Linked DNA regions of Mus musculus: region 2 is linked to region 1. A link is a contact called in public promoter capture Hi-C data. All regions are on one chromosome and are shown on one strand. Each heading gives the region's core, a stretch centred on a gene start, on an enhancer-like site or on the middle of the called end of the contact. The rest is flanking DNA. Distances are from core to core; before and after follow the strand shown.

Region 1 (3,437 bases), core at 376-2,875:
AGTAGATAAAGTATGCAGGGATCCTCTAGCAGCCCGTGTGCTCTGCCCCCCTGCAACAGTGCCAGCCTGGACTGTGAGGATACCGATGCCATGGTGCAGAGCAGGCTCCACACATGGGAGCCCACCAAAGTGGTGGTCCCACTGGGCTATGTGATTTGGACTTAAACTTCTCCTTTGATGAGACCTACCTATGATCTGTCAGCCGTGAAGTCTCGATGTTTCCGTCAGTCTCCTACCTTTTCTGCCTTTTCTTGCCCTAACAACCATGATGATCCGGTGACTCTCCTCGCTTCACTGAAAGCCCCAGAGGAGTCCAGTCAGTGGTGGGAACATCACAAGGACAAGCTGTGAAGCAATCTGGATTTGGCAAAACACAAGGATCCACTTAGCATCTGTCTTCTTGGCTTTCAAGTAAGATTTCAGGCTGGTTCTAAACGGTGACATTTGGCCTACAGAGGTAGTATGACAGGAAAAGCAGGAGAGGCTTTCGCCCGGATTGACTGGCGTGTTCCCAGCACTGTGGAGTGACCTCGAATCCTGCACACCATTTCTTTCCCACCGTGGATAAGAGGCCATTCTTTTTGCTCGTTCGCCTGTGGCCGCTGGTTGATGTCTAGCCAATGCAGCAGGACGCTTCCTTACTCCAGATGGGTCTGAGTCCAAGAAATGCAGTTCTGTGTTTATCCAGGCTCGGAGAGTTGAGGAAAAGCCCCGGAGCAAATGTACAGTTTCTATTTCCCCCGTGTCTGTGCAGAGACGGGATCTCTGATTTCTCAGCAGCAGGACAAGCCTGGGGCAAAACTCAGTTCTGTGCAGGAACCTGCTCTTCTAAACCTGAAAGACCTTACCATCCACCGCTCCATCCACCTTCCCTGTGGAGGTGTTCTTACTCCTTGTCCCATATGTCCCCTCTCCTGAATGTGACCTGAGTGGCCCTGGGAAAGCAAAATCATTCTTACTGTGACTTTATGTCAAATTTAACCTGGAGTTGGTGAGATGGCTCAGTGGGTATGGGAAATGACCGTCAAGCCTGTTGGGTGACCTGAGTCTGAGCCCCAGACCCCACGTGGTGGGAGGAAAAAGCCAACACCCACATGTTGTTCTCTGACCTCCACGCGTGCACACATGTGTGCATGAGCCCTCCTCCACCACACACAATAAATCAATGAAATGTAAGTTTTTAAAATGTAAGTTAAAAAAATCATCCACATCACCTTGATTAACAAAAAAGAAAAAAAAATCTGGAAGGCACAAAGATCACTTGATTACATCCAGGGCCAAAGAGTATGAACATTTACACAATTAGAGCTCTTCCTCAAGAACCTCCCATCCCAACGCCCACTTCTCGATGTTTATCAGAGGCTGTGGTGTGTGAGCCCGCCTCGGAGACTTCACTGCTGGGCTCATGTTGCACTTAGTGGTTGCTTCTTCAAGCCACCAAGTTTGAACTGGATAAAGAGTAATGACTCACAGACTAGGTTTTATTTAAGGGGATTGGGAAGGGGGTCTTGATTTTAAGTGCATGTTATGAGTTTGGGACCATTGTGGAAACAAATCTAATCACGGGTGAATGCTCAGTGTAGACATCCAGAATGGATTCCAGCTGTCAGGCTCCTGTTGTTGTTGGCTGGTCTTGTTCTGGGGGCGGGAGGAGCGGAGCCCACTATCCAAACTGTCCCCTTGGGACTAGGCTTCCCACAGCATTTGTTTTTTTTTAACATAGCAACAGATGCTCCTATGTTGAAAAGGGAGAGCTAAACACTGCCTTTGTTTCATTGTGTCAGGCAGTAGTTTAACACTAAGGCATTTTCAGCTCTGGTCTCTAACCTTGCTTACAGCAAGCAAGAAGTGGAAAGAAATGCCTTTGTGCTGTGAACAGCAGAATTTACATCAGCTCCGGAAGAAGGCACTAAGTTCCTTCTAACAAATGCAGGGATATTTTCTGCCCGGCTCCCTTCCCTTCCTACTCCCAGTACACATAGGTTTGTTTGTTTGTTTGCTTGCTTGCTTGCTTGTTGCTTGCTTGCTTGCTTGCTGTTTGTTTTGGCTGTTCTGTGTTTGCAGTTACTGCTCCCAGCTCCCATTGGTTAGTCAGATGTAGAAATGGAAATCTCAGGATCCCCATGGAGAGAGAGTGTCAGGTTCACACAGACACAAGACAGAGACCATGAATGATCCTGCTGTGCGTGTGTGTGTGTGTGTGTGTGTGTGTGTGTGTGTGTGTGTGTGTGTGTCTCAGGTGTCTTAAATCACCTTCAGTTTTACTTTTCGAGATGGGGTCTCTCAGGGAAACTGGAGCTCACCGTTGGGGTAGACTAACTAGAGCTCAAGCCCCTAAACCCTCCTCCTTCTGCCTTCCCAGCCCAGGGATTGCAGACATGCGTCACCACACACTGCTTCTTAAGTGGATGTCGGGGATCAGATCTCAGGTCCCCGAGCTTGCCCAGGAAGCTCTTTACCCGAGGAGCCATCTCCCCAGCTCCCTGCTTCTGTTATTAGTGTCTGAGTGGCCACTTCAGAGTCAGCGGTCTCTACAAACACTATGGATCTCCCAGCATGCCCCAGGCATGCTGCAAGCCAAAGTAAAGAGGCCTAGAGTGGTGACAGGGGACATCTGGAAGAGCCCCAGCCACACCCAAGGAGGGGAATCGGGTGAATTCAATATCTCTCACCACTCTTCCGTCTCCGAAATTACATTTGGGTTGCTTTCCCATTTGTGCACCCCTGAGATTGCAGAGGCCATAAATCATAAATGCCTTCAGAAGTCGGGAACCCTGGGAAGAAGACCTAAAGACCAAAGGGTGTGGTTGCAAAGGAGAGTACAGAGGGGAGACTTTTCTTCATCTTTAAATGTATATATTGGGAAGATGACTATGCAGTCTAGAGTGCTGGGCCAGCCACATGAGATAATGCATGGATTACACAGTACAGTATCCAGCACACTCCGTTCTCTCAGGCGGCTCTGTGGACAGAGGAGCAGTGGATGACAACATCAGCAGGCTGCTTACTCTCCAGTCCCTCTGTTTCTGCAGACTGTGGCTAGGAGTCCTGACCCTCTGGCTCCAAGCTGACCACTCACGTCACTGTATCACGCCTGCCACATTGTCTCCAAAGGTTGCCCTGTCCTTGCATGGCTTGGTTTCTGGAACGCTAACTCAAGGCAAAGGGGAATGAACAAAGGACAGACACAGAAGGCTGAGATTGCATGGCTGGGCTCTCTGTCGGAGAAGCCAGGGCACCCTAGAGTGTATAGTATATACAATTGGACTGGGAAGCAGAGTTATTGCATACAGCTGAACCAGGAGGTGGGATTATTACACGAAAGTAAACATGGAGGTGGGTGGCTAATCTCCGTAGGAGCAGCCTTTGGAGGAGCAATCTCTTCAGGTTCTAAACTTCCATAGGGAGAAAGCCTTAGTGGACATTTTCTGCACACA
Region 2 (3,437 bases), core at 288-2,787, 830 kb after region 1:
CCGCCACCAGGCATCTCTCTCTCTCCCCCTTCCCTCGAAGCTCATGGTCCCCTCCCCCACAACCGCTCCTAGGGAAGCCCGGAGGGGGACAAGGGTCCCCGAGACCTGGGGCCAAGTCTCCGGACTGACCTTTGTGGCCGAGGCAGGCAGGGCCCGTGGAGGCGGCGGCGGGCGGCAGCGCGGTTTTCTTGGCCGCCTTCTTCTCCTTCATCCAGGGATACTCAGGCGGCTGCAGGGCGCCGGCAGGCACCGGGCTGCCGCGACTGCCCGCGGGGCTCGACTTGGGGCGGCCGCCAACGCCAGCGCCGTGGCGAGGGTGACTGCCCGGGTTCAGGCTGGGAATGGTCTGCTCAAAAGGAGGAGGAATCAGTGTCGAGTGTGAAAGCGTCGAGGTCTTGATTGATGAACTTTGAAATGTATCAGCGACAGGGGGAAAAGATGTCAGGCACTCAGCGAGCGACGGCTGGCTATTGATAAAACCAATCTCTCGCTCAAATTCGTAATTCATGGCCTTCTCCTTGGAGCCCCCTCGGAGGAAAAGTTCCCTCTTTTGGAGGGGCTTTGGGGGGGCAAGGCCCAGGAAAAAGGCGAGCGCGAAGGAAAAAAAAATCTATCATAGAAGATCGCTGCTGGGGTGTTTTTTTTCTAATTCACTGATTACAGCCGTATGGGGACCGCGCTACTATTAAACTATTGAATTCATGGAGACAAGGTTGAAATTGGACCGAATTGGCTGTCACATGATTGCTTCTGCCCAATGACAATTTGGGCTTTAATCAAAAGAAGCCACTGTCTGTTTGATTGATCCAAAAAAGTCAGAAAGGAACGCCTCATTGGGGGCCATCGAGGCTTTATTTACACTTTTTTTCAGGGCAAAAATACATATATGTGGGTGTGGATGGCAATGCCCCGGGAGTGCGTGGGGGGCGAGAGTGCCTGTTTGCCTCCTGATCTGCAAGGATCTAGTGTGCTCCCTGGAGTGTGTGTGTGAGTGTGTGCGTGTGAGCCCTGCTGCCGTCCCGCCAGTGGCTGCCCTCTGCCTCCCCCGCACACTCCGCGCATTGTTTGGGACTGTCGGGAAGACGCCTCGCACCTCACAAATCATTTAAGCACCTCAGCCTGACGCCTGCAGTCATTAACAAAGTAATCCATTAATCTTCAAAGTTTTGACACCCCAGGGCCCTGCATCTCAGCCACATAAGTTCTGCTAAGGCAAGAGAAAGGAGCAGAGTGGGAGAGAGAGAGGAGAGAGGGAGAGAGGGAGAGAGGGAGAGAGAGAGAGAGAGAGAGAGAGAGAGAGAGAGAGAGAGAGAGAATGAATATTGGGGTTCACCTTTCCTCTTCCTCCTCTTTTTCCAAAATCAGTTCTCAGAACCGATTCATATTCATTCTTCTCTCTCTCTCTCTCCCTCTCTCTCTCCCTCTCTCTCCTCGCTCCCTCCCTCTCTCCTCTCCTTTCTCCTTTCCTTTTTTCCTCTCTCCTTCCCCCACCCCACTCTATCCTGTCCCCTTCTCCTCCCCCCCAGCCTCTCGCCTCCTCTTAATGTCCAGCCCGGGACCTGCGCCCCTGGCCCATTGTTAGCCGGCTTTTCCACGGCAGCTTTGCATCTGACTCCTGCGGGCAGCGGAAAACGAGAGGCGGCTCTCGAAGCCTGCTGATCTTCCTTCGCCATCAACTTCTCAGGAGTGGCTGGAGAAAGATAGATGCATGTGCCAAGAGAGACAGCAGCCCCAGGTCCTTGTGTCCAAATCCCCGTAGCCTGGGCGGCGGCCAGCCAAAACAATGCCGTCCCGAGCAGGCTCGTGCGGCTCCTGGCACTCTGGGTTTCATACCCGTAGGGCTCGGGTGCGGTGAGTATTTCCGACTTCCAGGAAGAGTGCTGGAACTTGTCAGCAGGGAGGGAAAGGACTCTTGTTTCTTGGTCCCTCTTTCCCTCCTACTCTTCTTCGAGTCCTTGTCACTCTGGTTGGGGACTGGTTGGTTCAGATGAAGCGAGTATTTCTTGGCAGCCTGAATTGCCTCCCACACCATCCTGCTCTTGGGCACCAGGGAGAATCGCACCCTGGTTATGTTGTGGGAACAGCACTGCAGAGGAGAGGGCATCTCAAGGAGGAGTTATATCCTTCTACTTCTCCTTTCATTCTCTTTCCTCCAGTTCTGAGGCAGGACTTCGGACTGAGTGCTGGACAGGGCTGAAGGATTCAAAAGACAACACCTTTAGATACCAAGCAAGAACTTAAAATAAAAAAATCACCATACCAGAAGAGAGAGAGAGAGAGAGAGAGAGAGAGAGAGAGAGAGAGATCTAATGAAGGTACCTTCTCTCCCTCAAACCCTAAGGATGGATGGAGATTCTGGGGTTGGTTTTTTTTTTTTTTTTCCTTTGAAATGGACCAAGTGATCAGAATGCCCCAGGCCGGCAGGCATCAGTGGCAGGAAAATAAATCATTCTGATGGCCAAGGAGAGAAAGGTTGGTGGGGGAGAAAATACTATGCAGAAAACAAGAAAGGCTGACCAAGGAGCAAGGGCAGAACTCCATCTCTGAGGCTAGCTAGCAGTTAGGGGGTTTGGCTCTAAAGTGGTCTCCAGCCTTGACCAGCTCTGAGCATTACCTTGCAGATAGAGATGCTATTTTGGAAAATGTAAGGGTTTTTCCAGTTTTCTTGCTTTTATTCCAAACAAAGCTCTGAAGGAAGTCTGGGTGTGATCAATCTTGCTCACCAAAAGCCCTGACAGCTTCTGGCCCTTAAGAACACATCTCAGCTTCAAGCTTTTTCCAAGCTCAAATGTGGCCCAGCAAAGAGGAGGGCAGGAAACGCAAGTAAACAGGGAAATTTTGTCTTTTTAAAGATCGGGGTTTGGCCGTAGAGAGGGCTCTAAGGCTGCTTTCAGGGAAGGTGCTTTGCAGATGGAAGGGTGGTGGCTTTGGGCATTTGCTTTTACCAGAAAGCATTGAGAGACAGAGGAAAGTTAGAAAGCAGGGCTGCCCACAGCATTGGGCTTTGTCAGGCTGCGTGGGTGAAAAAGCTTTTTGCCTTCCTCAGCTGCCTTAATTCAAAAGCCATCTGGAAGAAAACCCTTTTCTGAGACTGCTCCAGCATTCAGATCTTTCCCCAATCTATTACTTTAATTCTGGAGATATTTTAATAACTATTTCTTTTTTAATATCCAGGAAGCTGAGCGTGAGGTGAATTTATTTTTTCTTTGAAAGCCAAAATGAATGCCTTGACTGGCAAGAGAAGGAGAGGCTCTGTGGTACAATCTCTGCCCTGAGGCAAGGAGGAAGCCAAAGGGAAGGTTTGTAGGCATAGGTTCAAATGCTGATTATCTCTGGAAGGTTTTCAGGGGGAGACCCCACACACACCTCTTCCCCTTGATGCTGTCCCTTATTTTCTCAGGTAATTTTGTGCATGTTTTTTAAAATGCTTACATAAA

Evidence for each region. Promoter capture Hi-C pulls out the DNA fragments that hold promoters and counts their contacts.
Region 2: a contact with region 1 is called in a promoter capture Hi-C map of the 3T3-L1 cell line, with 3 times the contacts expected there. The contact joins the promoter of Hoxaas2 here to the enhancer-like site in region 1. A contact is called at or near these places in 5 of 39 promoter capture datasets (the 3T3-L1 cell line, the C10 cell line, the HPC-7 cell line and 2 more), 2 of 115 datasets of contacts at active chromatin or transcription factors (astrocytes and craniofacial prominence) and 1 of 9 other capture datasets (embryonic stem cells).

What each region holds. Positions count from the first base shown.
Region 1 is chr6:51,332,531-51,335,967 of GRCm38.p6, forward strand. No RefSeq gene overlaps it. Among named protein-coding and RNA genes, the nearest start is that of Gm32479, 25 kb to the left of the region's middle. Within about 2 kb of position 1,626, at least 66 of the 459 cell types and tissues checked have an H3K27ac peak or open chromatin away from gene starts, as enhancers often do. A contact at or near this core is called in craniofacial prominence, where this site is marked.
Region 2 is chr6:52,164,137-52,167,573 of GRCm38.p6, forward strand. Hoxaas2 (Hoxa cluster antisense RNA 2) reads left to right here and starts at 1,538. Exons shown (of 3, transcript NR_131182.1): 1 at 1,538-1,851. Hoxa2 (homeobox A2) reads right to left here and starts at 695. Exons shown (of 2, transcript NM_010451.2): 1 at 130-695. The coding sequence starts at 508.